Regions from separate parts of the Sus scrofa genome. Here regions 2, 3, 4 and 5 are each linked to region 1. A link is a contact called in public HiChIP or PLAC-seq and promoter capture Hi-C data. All regions are on one chromosome and are shown on one strand. Each heading gives the region's core, a stretch centred on a gene start, on an enhancer-like site or on the middle of the called end of the contact. The rest is flanking DNA. Distances are from core to core; before and after follow the strand shown.

What was found. Promoter capture Hi-C pulls out the DNA fragments that hold promoters and counts their contacts. HiChIP or PLAC-seq counts read pairs in DNA pulled down with a chosen protein or histone mark.
Region 2: a contact with region 1 is called in a promoter capture Hi-C map of fetal liver, with 6 times the contacts expected there. The contact joins the promoter of SDE2 here to the promoter of LBR in region 1. A contact is called at or near these places in 2 of 5 promoter capture datasets (fetal liver and liver) and 2 of 2 datasets of contacts at active chromatin or transcription factors (alveolar macrophages and skeletal muscle).
Region 3: an H3K27ac HiChIP or PLAC-seq map of alveolar macrophages shows a contact between it and region 1. The contact joins the promoter of TMEM63A here to the promoter of LBR in region 1. A contact is called at or near these places in 2 of 5 promoter capture datasets (fetal skeletal muscle and liver) and 1 of 2 datasets of contacts at active chromatin or transcription factors (alveolar macrophages).
Region 4: a contact with region 1 is called in an H3K27ac HiChIP or PLAC-seq map of alveolar macrophages. The contact joins the promoter of EPHX1 here to the promoter of LBR in region 1. A contact is called at or near these places in 1 of 5 promoter capture datasets (fetal liver), 1 of 47 Hi-C or Micro-C datasets (liver) and 1 of 2 datasets of contacts at active chromatin or transcription factors (alveolar macrophages).
Region 5: an H3K27ac HiChIP or PLAC-seq map of skeletal muscle shows a contact between it and region 1, with 4 times the contacts expected there. The contact joins the promoter of SRP9 here to the promoter of LBR in region 1. A contact is called at or near these places in 2 of 5 promoter capture datasets (fetal liver and fetal skeletal muscle) and 2 of 2 datasets of contacts at active chromatin or transcription factors (alveolar macrophages and skeletal muscle).

The regions. Positions count from the first base shown.
Region 1 is chr10:13,415,528-13,418,160 of Sscrofa11.1, forward strand. It overlaps LBR (lamin-B receptor), which reads right to left and starts at 1,304. Exons shown (of 14, transcript XM_021064388.1): 1 at 1,124-1,304.
Region 2 is chr10:13,896,532-13,899,164 of Sscrofa11.1, forward strand. It overlaps SDE2 (protein SDE2 homolog), which reads right to left and starts at 1,316. Exons shown (of 8, transcript XM_003130543.3): 1 at 1,135-1,316. The coding sequence starts at 1,254.
Region 3 is chr10:13,811,974-13,814,606 of Sscrofa11.1, forward strand. TMEM63A (transmembrane protein 63A) reads right to left here and starts at 1,316. Exons shown (of 24, transcript NM_001243189.1): 1 at 1,192-1,316.
Region 4 is chr10:13,756,141-13,758,773 of Sscrofa11.1, forward strand. EPHX1 (epoxide hydrolase 1) reads left to right here and starts at 1,349. Exons shown (of 10, transcript NM_214355.1): 1 at 1,349-1,540. The coding sequence starts at 1,358.
Region 5 is chr10:13,710,194-13,712,826 of Sscrofa11.1, forward strand. SRP9 (signal recognition particle 9 kDa protein) reads left to right here and starts at 1,345. Exons shown (of 3, transcript XM_003130540.6): 1 at 1,345-1,568. The coding sequence starts at 1,497.

The sequences.
Region 1 (2,633 bases), core at 54-2,553:
AAAGAACTGAAGGTCCCGATAACTCCCCTCTGCTCACTTTTCCCTCCTCCCTTAACAGCTCTCAGAAACTGAACTTAAACTGGACTTGCTTCCCAGTCTAAATTAGCGGCCGCACGCCCGCGCGCGCGCGCACACACACACACCCCATCCTTTCCTCCAGAGCAGTTGCTACAAGTGTAATTACAGATTGGCACGTGTTTATTTGCAAGGTCCCTGAGGGCTGGGATCAGGAATGTGGGTCTAGCTGAGCTCTGGCCAGGTGCATGCCCGGCACCGGGCAGCGGAGCCCTCGCTCCCGTCTGAACCCTTGCATCGCTGTCCAAAGTATCTACTGGGTCGTTCTGAGGATCCCCAGCGACACTCCGCGCAGTCATTTTGGTGAACCGCCTGGAACCAGGCCCTCCGCAATCAAGTGCTTACTATGTGTCCCTTGCGAATGACGGAAGGTATCACTACGAAGAATTTCTTCTTAGGCCTTAAAAAAGGTGGGAAAAATAAGATCGAGCTTTAGCAGAAGCCCGCAAACCTGCCTAACGATTCGGCTTTCGAGCGTGCGGAAACACCCGGCGAGGGAATGCAACACACGCAGCCAGCACTGCAGAGTCACCAAACCGAGAGCCACGACCCTCAAGGCCAGTGACAACCAGCGCGCATTCAAGTCAGCTTTGCAACCCCACTTCCCTGTCCGCCAGGCTGCCGCGCCTTTCTCTGCCTCCCCACCAGCTGGGCCCACTAAGCCACCCCCTCATCTGTCAAAAAAGGCGCTCGGAGCGGGCTTGGGAGGGCGGGCGCTGCAGGGCGGGGACAAAGAGGCCGGGGAGGGTCCCCCACCCACACATCCTCCCCAGTCAACATCAGTTTACACCGACGCGGCGCGTCCAAAATGGAGGGAAACGTCGGCAATTTAAAACCGCAGCTCCATTTCCGCAGCTGGCCCGGCCGGGCGCAGCACTAGCCTCGCCAGCAGCGGCCGGGACGGACCCGGAGAAGGGGAGGGCGAGGCCGCGGGGCCAGGCCGGGTGTCCAGGTACCCCGGCCCACCAGCCGCGCCCGCCCCGTTGGCCTCCGCCCGGCCCCTGGGAGACCGCCCCGCGGGAAGCGGGATTGGGTTCCCGGCGCTCACCTGCTCCAGGCTCCGGCGAGAACACGAACGGCTCCGGGAGAATTGCGGAGCAGCAACCTGGCGGCGGTTCCGCGCGCGCGACACTGCCCTCTCTCGCGCTCTCGCGCCCCGCGGTCCCGCGGCCCGGGCGCGCGCCTTCCCGGCCCGGCCCTCTCTTCGCCCCGCCCCTCCATCCGGGCCTCCCCAAGCTCCTATTGGCCCCTTGGCCTTTTGAATCGCGCCCAGTGCTACCGATTGGTCGTATGGTGTGGCGCGTCTGCCCCGCCCCGCCCCGCCCCGCCCCTCGGCAAGGCCAGTGATGCGGGGAGCTCGGCCAGGAGGGTCCGCTTCTGATGCGGCCCAAAGACTGTATTTTCCGGGCCTTATCTCCATCGCCCAGACAATTTTGCAGCCCGCGGACCGCTGGCGCTCCCCGCCCTTTTCCTCCCCGCACTTGCCCCAGTTGCCTGGCGATGCTCAGCAGGGATATTGGTGTGCGAGGTGGCTTGGCGAAAGAGATAATAAAAAGCTATAAAGAAAATAAATTTGCATAGTGATTACTAAAATCAACTGACTGAGACCGAAAGTACATCTTGCTAAAACACTATTAGTATTCAAAAAAAAAGCACTCCAGAAACTTCCTGGCAAGTAGTGTCTCGGAAGGCGATCTGGGGCTCCTTTGTCTTGATGATGGCTGCCTCTGGGCAGACACTGATCTGGACGGTGCATGGGGGCCGTGGGGTCAGTGGGTGGAAGAGGGGTTGGTAAAGAATGTCCAGGTGTTCCCTACAACTCACAGCGTTCCTAGGAAGACTGCCTTGAGAAGGAGTTTCGACAGTAAGGGGAGGTCCTGCAGAGATACGGTAGAAAATATTCAACGTGCAGCCTGGAACAGAAAATTCTGTGCCTCACGCACTGAGATACCCTCTTGACCTACATCCCACAAGCCTGGTTCTACGCGGCCTCCAAGATGCTGAATCATTATATTGTTACCTCCGAATCTGTTATGGATCCTAAACTTTGTTTTTTTCTCTCTCCAACTTATCATTATTGGTTAGTTGGTTTCCTTCCTTTGAGGTCAGGAGTTTAAAGCAGTCCATTGAGGTTCCCCATTTTGCAGTGTGGTTTTAATCAAAGTAATTCTTAGCCCAACTACTAGGTTAATCTAACTTACTAGGTAAATTTAAGTGAATTTTTGAAGAACTATCCTTTAAATTATAATGATAAATAGGCTTTACCATTTATGGCCCAGCTTCATGCGTAAGGGCTCTCATTTCTCATGGTTATAACGTCAAAACACCCAGGTTTACTACTACAGAAAGAAAGAAAAAAAAGATAATACATTGAGATTTCTCCATCATTCACATCCAACGTGAATGAGTTCATCAGAGTCTTTCCTGAGAACAATTTCTGACATTGAACTGTCACTGTCATAAAATTTGCCATGGAAATCTGAGCTACAGACATGTACACTGCACTTCAAAGTCAGAAAATCTTTGCAATTTTTGGCAAAGCCCTAAACTTGAGTGAG
Region 2 (2,633 bases), core at 66-2,565, 480 kb after region 1:
TGTTTAAGTATATGACTGAACCCATTCATTGATATTTCTTGCTTCTTATTTTAAATTATTTTTTACAAATACTTGTCGTAATCAAGATCCTATTTTTTCTGGTCACTCTGGATCAGCTGTTAGTCTGAAAACCTACTCATGAAATAAGAGTTATTTTCAGAGATATTAAAATCCAACTATTTAGGAAAATATTTCACCATTCAGATTGTAAGGTAGTTCTGATAGATTTTAAACTGGATTGCAGCAGGAAGAAAATGGGGAAACAAAAACCACATTTGCAAAAACACACTGCTTCTTCATGGAACTAGTCCAAATAAAAGATTTGGTTTGGACTGCGGTGTTAACAAATGTTAAGCTTATAACTTACAAGAAGAGAAACAGCCTAAGGAAGTAAGAATGAGGTGTTCTGATAAAGAAAAACAGAGTACTAGAGCAAATGCCGAAATTAAAATTAGATTCGGGGACCACCTAATTCTCTAAATATCTGAACAGCTTTTATATCTTACAGTTTGTAAACATTTGCTTACTTGATAATTAAATAAACATGTAATTTTAGAAGTCCATGATAGGTTCTCAAAAATATACCTGGACAATTACGACAATCAAATGATCAGTGAAAACATCTAAATGACAAGCCCTAAGAACCATGCCCTCGACAGAACCTATGTGAGTGCTTGCCCAGACCATTTCTTTCCCAACTATCCTTCGGTCTGAGTTTGGATATGACATACGTCTCTAGGTTGGAGCGAACAGAGCTGTGCTCTCAGCGGACAAAAATGCATGTCATATAGCCAAAGAGTGAACGTAGGTAAATGAGCCTTAAAACTCATCTGGTCCAACTGCCTCGTTTAAGGATGAAAAGAATACCAAAGTCTAAACCGTTATTAGAGACTGAGGGTCGGACTAAGCACCTGTGAGCGGAGAGGTTTTTGACCCTCTGTCAGACAAAACTACCGCAAAACAAAAGCAAAGGAAGGCCTCAGCATCAGCTGGAAGCACTTTAAAACTGAGGAATCCTCAGGCGCAAAAACTGAAAACCCCAAAGAATAAACGTGCCCGGGACAGACACTGTCCGCACCCAATCTTGCCCACGTTCTCCACGTTCCCCTTCCTTCCAGGAACCGCAAACCTCACCTGATCTTGGCAGTGCCGGTGGATAAAATCCCGTACGGAGCACAGGGTCGAGGTAACGCGCAACGCCTTGCACCCGAAGGCAGGGCCACGAAGCCACACCAGCTCCGCAGCTTCCGCCATTTTACCCAGCCACTGAACCTCGAGATTCCCAGAAGGCAATAAGCGCCACAAACAGCCCGGCGCATTTCGGTGACGTTAGCTCGCCTTCCAGCGCCCCGCCCTCAGGTCTTTGGCTGGCCCCGCCCCTCCCCCGGGATAGTCACGTGACCTGGGACCGCCGGGCCGCGCTGGTTGGGGGAGGGGAACAGGAAGGGCCTGCCGGAGGCCGATAAGACCGCGGAGCACCGGGGCGAGGCGTTGCTAGGAGAGGTTGCTAGGGCGGGGCTCCAGGGACTCTCTATAAAAGGCTGGCGCTGGGTTAGGTTTCGAGCGTTCTGGTTGAAAGCGATAAGACAGTAACTAAGCACCTCCCTGTGCAGGCTTTGGCCCTTTTCCTCACATCTGTGTAGTTATTTTTGGGTCGCAGGGAATCGTGGCCTGAGAAGGCGCTGCTCCCTAGGGCCTGAGGAGGGAAGCTGCAGTCCCGGAAGCGGCTTTAGGGGGGCTGCTTCCTCGGCCCTGGGGAGCTTCCCCAACCCAAGGGGCAAGGGAAGCGGAGGTCAGCAACAGCCCTGGGTGGTTTTTCCTCTCGGTTTACCAAGCGTTCTCTTCCTTTGCTGAAAGTGCCAACCTCTCGGTTTCTGCCAGCTCTGCTCAGTTTATTCGTATTTCCGCCTGTTTGCGCTCTGCGTTATCTTCACTTCGGCTCTGTTTTCAAAATATTTCACAGCAAGTGAGCCCTTGTGAAAGGCAGTGGCAAAAGTGACGCTTATAGTAATGCTGCTACGAAAAACCCTGCCATAACTTTGATTCTGCACCATGGAAACACACTCGCACACATTTGCACAGCCTAACTTTAAGGCTCTGCGAATCTGAAGGAGTCCCTTAATGTTTAGTATACTGAGATTATGGTATTTCTAAAATCTTGAACAATTTTAAAAAGCGTAGAGTGTAAACATAGGAGGGTTCTCGGGAGGTATCTGTGCCTACTAAACACCAATGTATCGGCCCACGGAATTGAATTTTCTAGTGCCCAGGTACTTGGCAAATGAAACTCCGCTGAAGGGAAAGCAACTAAAAATTCAGAAATCCTGGAACTGTGGCATTATGAACACAAATAGAATTTGAAGGCCTCTGAAGTTCCGTATTCTAATTGTTGTCTTTATTTCACTTACCCAGGAAGGAAAGTGAGAGAGAAACGACCTCCATGGGGATGCCAGGAGGTTAAAAACAAACAAACAAACAAAAAAAACCCCACAAACTAATAAAGATGTTGTGCCTAGAGAGCTGTGTTTCACAAATAGGGTGACCTAGTGACCAGGGGTCAGTTGGTGTCTCACCAAGTATATATTTTGCTAATAAGGAAAGTCCACATCGTTCATTAGTAACTAACATTAAAA
Region 3 (2,633 bases), core at 66-2,565, 400 kb after region 1:
TCAGGGCAGAGCCCTAGCGGGCACTCAAAATCTGTTTGCTTTTACAAAGTCACCTCTCCAGACAATGGGAAACACAATAGCAGCCCCCATCTGATATTTTCCCTGTGAAACCCCAATAAACAGCTGGGGGAGGGCATTTGTCCCCAAACTAGACAAGAGGTGTGTGAAGGGAAAAGGAAGCCTCTCCTTCTGCACACACATCCACCTACGGCAGACTCAGGACTGGGACAGGTGTCAGAGGACGGAAGAAGGTGGAAAGATAAGGGGCCAGCAGGAGGGAGAAGGCCGGCATATTGGGCATTTCTCCAGGAAGAGATGACCTGGAACCTTGTTCATTCCCAGTGACAGTCTGTGATCCTGTGGGAGCCAGGGCGGGAGGAAGACCCCAGGAAGCCTCCGCAGCCTCCATGCACCCACTGAACTGGGACTGGTGTACACAATCCACTGGCTTAACCTCAAACCCTCAACCCTGCCGGGGCTGGGACACAGCCACACAAGGTGAGTGCGGAAGGAAGCTGGGGGGCGAGGGGCGGGGGAGTGTCATTCTGTGTCCCACGCTGTGGACTCCGGCTCTCGGCCACCGCGGAGTCTCAGGTAGCCAGGCTTCTCAGGTACTGGAACCTCGGCGTTTTGGGTTTCCTCGCTGAGCTCTCCTCGCTCTCCTCCCCCCTCCCTACCCCCAGCTTCCCTCCTCGGGTCTCCCCCTGGGTCGCATGGAGTGGTGACTGAAAGGGAAGCCCCAGCAGCAGGGGACACAGACGCCTGGCCCTTTCCCAGACTCGCCTCGCTTTGCATACCTCGCAAGGTCAGAGAAAGACGGGCCCTAGGCTGCGCTCCGGGTTAGGCTGGAAGGTCGACTCCAGCTGACAAATCCCCAAAGGCGGGGTGGGGGAGGAGGAAGGGATCGGCCGCAATAGCGAAAAGCTGGAGAAGGGGCAGTCCAGAAAAGTCAGGGAAGCTGGGGAGGCGCCGGCTCGGGGTCTGCGCGGCCCGGGCACCTTCCCTATCCTCCCACTCACCCTGTTCTCCCCTGCTCCGGACTCCGGGCGGGAGAGGCGGGAGGACCGCGCCCCGGAACCGGACACTAGACGTGGCACCCCGACGCAGACCCAGGTCCCGAGGGTCCCGGGAAAGGCGGAGGGCGACATTCTCCACCCCACCCCGGTCCCCTCAACACCCCTTCTCCTTTACCTGCGGCGGTGGCGGTGCGGCGGTCCAGCGAGGCCCGGAGAAATTTTCAGGCTCCACTCGGCCGGGCGGGCGGTGTCTCAATCACTTAAAAGTTACAAAGTGAAACTCCGGCATCTCCCGCGCATGCGCACCTCCGCAGCTCTCCCAATTTGCAGCTTCGCCCGCGCTGGCTTCTGCCTCGCCGCCGCCTCCCGCGCCTGGGGCCCTGCGCCCCTCCGTGATCCTCCGCCCCGGCCTGGCGTCGGGGCCGCTGCTAGCCCTCGCAGCTCCTGCGGGCAAGCTGCAGGCCCCGGCCCTGCCCGCTCGTGTCCCGGAACCGAGGAGGGCACCGCCAGAGCTAATTCCCCTCCCCAGCCTCCGGGCGCGTCCCCCTTCCCGGGCACTTCGGGGAGCCCCGGGCCAAGCACAGGGTGGTCACGGGCAGGGCGTGTTCGGGGAGAATATCGGCAAACCTTCTTGATTATGCTGTTTTGCACCGAATTTCCTCCAACGGCCCGAAAGTTTGAGGATGGGAAGTCTGGCCGGGCTCAGCCAGCGGTCACCGGACGCCCGCTGCGAAAGGCCACGGCTCCCCCACCGCTCTAAGAGCCGGAGAGTGAAACCCTGAGGGGTCCTATGTTTGGCCCCAAATGAGGTCGCAGTGTTTTCAGCGGTCCTCTGGAGCCAAAGCGAGTACTCCCCGTACCTGGGGACACCGATCTAGTCCAGCTCGCTAAGCGCGGCGTATCTCCCCCAGCTGGGTCGCAAAGTGTTTCCTATGAGCCAGAGGCCTCTGCTACTGGACTGGAAGCTGCCCGAGGGCGCCGAGGTGTGTGCTGGCAAGACGCAGGTCAGGGTTCAGTGAGGACCGCACTCCCAGGGAAGCGGAAGAGCATCGCCTGCCAGCTGCAGCAAATTGCCATCCTCCTCCCGCCTCGGTTTCCACACCTGCAACGCGAGGGGGTTGGGCCAAAGCTTCCTCTCAGCTCCTTTCTAGCGCTAAAACTCTGTAAATCCTCAACAGCCCTTCACTCCGCACCTGTACACTTTTGCAGGGTCTCTGAGCTCTCCTCCAGTTCTGGGCTTTCATCTTTCCTTGGGATGGGAAAATTTCCTCCCCTCCCTCCCACGAAGCCAGCACCAGCCTGTGGCTGTCTGCTGTGGGGTGGGGGTGGGGATGTCTCCAGTTTCCTCAACAGTCCTTCTCTGTCCCATCTGGCTTCCTCCTTCTCCCCCACCCCCAGCCGCTAGTCCTTTCCTGGAGCTGGTCCTTGGGCCTGCGCTCAGCCAGCCTTTGCCCTTCCAGGACAAATTTTTAATTAACTGAAAAATTAATTTTAAAAAATTAAATCTTATATTCAGCCTATTAACATTTGCTCCCTTTATTTGCCCCGAAATCTAAAGGAGTGACCCATAGTCTTGTAGTACTGATGATATTGGGGGTTTTTTAAATGATTTTTATT
Region 4 (2,633 bases), core at 99-2,598, 340 kb after region 1:
CCAATTTGACTCCTAGCCTGGAAACTTCCATAGGGCCCAGGTGCTGCCCTAAAAAGCGCGCGTGCACGCACACACACACACAAAATCAGCAGACCTTCTGCTGACTCTGGCCCTAGGACGGTGCCCATATTCACACATGTTTCTCTGTTTCGTTTTTTTGTTTGTTTTGCTTTTTAGGGCCACACCTGCAGCATATGGAAGTTCCCAGGAAAGGGGTCAAACTGGAGCTGCAGCTGCCGGCCTACACCGCAGCCACCACAATGCCAGATCTGAGCCTCATCTGCGACCTACACTGAAGCTCATGGCAACACCGGATCTTTAACCCTCTGAGCAGGGCCAGGGATTGAACCTGCATCCTCATGGATACTAGTCAGTTCGTTACCACGGAGCCACCCCAGGAACTCCACACACACGCATGTTTCTCTGGATATGAACCTTCAGGGAGTGACTTGCCCGGAAATAAGCAAGATGAGCTGGGTTAATGCCAGGGTCTCCTGGTGTTGATTTGCAGAGACTAAGGTCTTCTTTCTTCCCCTTCTGCGAAAAAAGCAGGGGAGTCCGACAAATGGGGATTAAAGCAGCTGAGTTTATGTGAAGTGTCATAGGCAGGTCTATATAGAGACAGAAGCTCGATTCCTGGTGGCTTAGGGCCTGGAGTGATGCGGGGGACAAGCGGGGATGATAGCTGAAGGGTCCTACGTGTGGTGATGAAAATGTTCTAAAATTGTGGTTAGGGTTGCCTGTCTCTGTAAAGGTCCTGAAATCACCAGGTTCTAGACCTTAAATGGATGAGTTATATAGTATAGAAATTCAATCTCTGTGAAGCTGTTGACAACCAGCTGAGATGTGTGGCCATGTTTGGGCTCCTGAGCATCCCCCGACCCTGAATGAACCTAACCTCCCAGCTCCTGAGGCCTCCCCCTACCCCCTGGTCCCTTAGGCACAGGCTGAGGACCGGGCTCCCTCTGCTCCTGAGCGCGACCCTCAGAGCGGGCCCTGCCCCTCCCGTGGGGGAGGGCGTCTCGAGGGGGGAGAGAAGCTTCTCAGAAGCATCGGGAGCAAAAGGCCCCTCAGAACCGTGAGGCCTCCAATGGGCAGCCCCACCACCCAGGGCTGTGCAGACGCCAACCCAGCTTCATAGCTTCCAGATGCGATGAATGAATCGCTTAGATCAAGTAGGCTTATGGGTGATTTTTGCCTCTTTCTGTTGTTTTCCAATTTTTTCCCCCACATTTTGCTTCTCTTCTTTATTTCAGTCAAAAGTACATCAAAGTGAGGGCTGGGCGGCAGGTGGTCAGGGGTCGAGGGCTGTCTGTGGACGCTGTTCCTGATGGATTCTGTCCCCCTGGCAGGAGTCATGTGGCTGGAAATACTCCTCGCCTCTGTGCTGGGCTTTGTCATCTACTGGTTCGTCTCCAAGGACAAGGAGGAGACCTTGCTCCTTGGAGATGGCTGGTGGGGGCCCGGATCAAGGCCCGCGGCTGCGGAGGACGAGAGCATCCGGCCATTCAAGGTGGAGACGTCAGACGAGGAGATCAACGTAAGGCACCTCTTTCCAGGCCTCGGAGCGGAGGGGAGAGTGGGGAGCCCCTGCCCGGGGTTTCTCTGAGTCAGGGTGGCGGGGCAGGTCGGGCCTCAAGCTGGGGCTGGGACCTGGAGCGGCGGGGAAAGTGGCCTCTCTCGGGGGTGTTTTCTGCTCTGCCTTCCCCATCCCTCCTGCTCTCCCTCCTCTGTCTCCGCCTCCCCTGCTGAAGGCCCAGCAGCCCTGGGCAGGAGAGGGGGTGCCAGCTGGGCCCAGTTACACGTGTCAAGGGTCACAGAAAGCAGCTGTAGTTTTTTTTTTTTACGGGCTGCACCTGTAGCATATGGAGTTTCCCAGGCGAAGGGTCGAATCGGAGCCACAGCTGGCAGCCTATACCACAACTCATAGCAACACGGGATCCGAGCCACATCTGCGATCTACACCACAGCTCACAGTGATGCTGGATCCCTAAGCAAGGCCAGGGATCAAAACCCACATCCTCATGGATACTAGTCAGGTTCCTTAACTGCTGAGCCACAACGGAAACTCCAGAAAGCAGCTGTGTCTCTGTGCCCCACCTGAAACCTTGAGCCTGAGCTTGGAGGAGGAGGAGACGGTCTCCTCGGGGCCTGGGCGGGGACCCTGAGTGAGAGGCCAGGCCATGTTGACAAAATGCTGCAGCACAGGGAACTCTGTCTCAGGGCCAGCCTTGACCAGGCACCTGCTGTGTGTCGCCCTCTTGTGGTCACACGCAGCCCTGGCCATCATACGGAAGTGGAAGCTCAGAGAGGCAAAGCAGTTGACCCAAGGTGAACCGAGTCGATCCGCAGGAGGACTTGGACTCAGCTCTAACGCCAAAGCCTGTGCCCCGTCCCCGGCTCAGGGCTGGAATCAGGAGGGACGGCTGTGGCCGGCAGGGGTGGGGGATGGATCTAAGAGCAGAGCCAGGAAGGTGAGTGGGATCTGGGCCTTCCCTTCCCAAACTTTCTTTCATTCTGTGGGTATCGGAGCACCTACTGTGTGCAGGCCCGGTGCTGGGTGCTTAGAAGGAGAGAGATCCTTGTCTCAAAGAGAACCTAGTCCAGGAGTTGAGAAGAAGAATGTAGACAGA
Region 5 (2,633 bases), core at 95-2,594, 290 kb after region 1:
TTCCTCACCTGTGTACCCCACATCATTCATGACATAAATCTCAAAATGGCATCCTCTTCTCCATTCCTAAACTAGTGCCTTAATTCAGATCCACAGCTCTTAAGTCTGTATTATTATTATTATTATTTCTTTTTAGGGACACACCCATGGCATATGGAGGTTCCTGTAGCTGCTGGCCTACACCACAGCTCATGGCAATGCCAGATCCTTAACCCACTGAACAAGGCCAGGAATTGAAGCTGTGTCCTAATGGATGTTAGTCAGATTTCCACTGAGCCACACTGGGAACTCCTCCTCTTTTTGCCTATATTATTGCATGAGCATCTTAGGAGGTCTCCTTGCCTCCAGGCTTGCACCACTTCACCTCAGTCTTTGTGTGCAGCCAGAGCCGGATAAAATGCAAATCTGCTTAAAGCCCTTCCATGGACAGGAAAACTAATCTATGGTAGCAGAAAGCAGATCAGTGAGTGGGGGCAGCTGTGAGGGTGGTGGGATTGAATATAAAGAAGCATAAGGGAGCTTTCTGGAGATGAAGAGATGTTCTGTATCTTGATTATGACATATAGGCATATACCCAATGGGAATATATAAATATATTTTTCAAAAATGCATCAGCCTATATGCTTAAAATTAGTATGTTTTATTACATAAAATATACTTCAATAAACTTGATTAAGGAAAAACACCCTTCTGATCACTCCATTACTTAGAGAACAGAGTTCAAATTTCTTCTCCTGGCTTAAGTGACGACATGATTCCTTCCATTGATTCTTCCCTTCCCCCACCCCGCAAACACTCCTCACATTAAATACTCTACAAACCTCAAACGGGCCTAGATGTCTTGGCCGGCCTGGACTACCTGTTATAGAACATCCACCATGTTTATCAAGATTCAGCCTGCACCAACATCATTAGCGATCCCTCCACCCACACGTGATCATCCTTCCTTTGTGTTCCGATGTCCCGAAACAAATGTCTATCATATAAAGTCTTTGGCTGCATTCTTGTGCTTATGTCTCATTTCCCTTTTACTAAGCTGTAGGTGTGACAGCTGCACCCTATCATCTTCGTTTTTGCAGCTCCAGCGCTTTTCACTGAGCCGCTCAATCTTTGCAGAAGGAACCTGGGCTTTAGAAGAGCTGGTCAGCCCAAAAGACTGCGGGACAGACCCTCCCACTGCTCCTCCAGTCCTATAGAGGGCGCTGTGGTGGCCTCCGTCATCGCTCTGCTCTCAACTCCTCGGGGCCAGCTCTCAGAGCCGTATGCTCGGGGCTCCGCCTCCTCCTGGGCAATATCCCTCCTTCCCATTGGGCGAGGGCAGTCCGGACCGCCCAATGGAGCGAGGCGTTGGTGCGAGGAGGGGCCACCATCTTTGAGCGGTTGGGCCCCTGCCTCGGTGAGTGGCTGCGGGAGGCAGGGAGGTAGGTGGGCCACGGAGTATAGCCGCGCCTCGGGTCTTCAGCGGTGCGTGTCAACTGTGCCCCCGCGGACCCACGATGCCGCAGTACCAGACTTGGGAGGAGTTCAGCCGCGCGGCCGAGAAACTCTACCTCGCTGACCCCATGAAGGTAAATCGCTGGCGGGGTCTGTGCATCTGTCTCTGGGTCAGGATGGCTTTTTTCCCCGCCGCTCGGCCTCCGGAGCTTCTCCAGCTACTTAGGAGGTGCTGAGAGTGAGGAGAGACGGACCCCGCCAAGTGTGATTGTTTCTTCCGTCTCCTCCCTTATTAACGCCCCCAGGAAGCCCGGAAACCGGCAAAATCAGGGGTCATTTCAGGGCTTTTAGGAAGACGCCGCCCGAAATCCCTGAACTTAACCTCGATGGTCGCGGGTTTACGTGTCTCTAAGGGCGGGGCTCCTCCCCCTACTGGTTCAACCTTCTGTCCCTTAGTGTCTTAGTGCCCTTTTCCGGTATCACCTCGTATAAGAAAAAACGGTGATGTTTTTCTGCGACAGCAGAGAAGTTGTTGAAAGACCTCAATTTGGAGGTGTCTATAGCCCTTAGAAAGGCGGCTGTAGGTCACTTTGCTGTACAGCAGAAATTGACAGAATATTGTAAATCAACTGTAATAAATTTTTTTTTAAGTGGCTCTAAATTTTTTGGAAGTCAGTGCCCTCGTGAGAACATGAGAATGCTTGCACGCTTTCCTCAGAAAAGTGCACTTATACGTAAATGTTTGTAAATAACTGGGAGGTTCAAGGATCCCTGTAATTCATGGCCCCCACCAAAAAGTAAGCGGATCCCAGAGGTTTGCTTATTATTAAAGAGCAAAGAAGTCACAAGACGGACAGTTTAGCATTTGGGTCCTGATTTTTCTTCCTGTTGAGTTTTATTATCATCTAAATGCTAGTTGAAGCCGCTCCTCAATTAAAAATCTTGTTTGCTTTTTAGACCTAGGTAAGTAACAGGTGCTATAAAACATTCTTAGTTCCATTCTTTGCAATAAAATGATGTAATAATAAATGATGAAATGAGTTAGATATTATTGAAATTGAGTACTTTGTTTATGACACAATTTCTAGTTCCTCCATTTGGTTGATTTCCTTTGCTCATAGGGCCGTTTGTTTCTTTGTTCAAGCAGTGTACCATGAGGACAGTACAAGATTTTTGTCCAGAAGTACCCAGTGTAAACT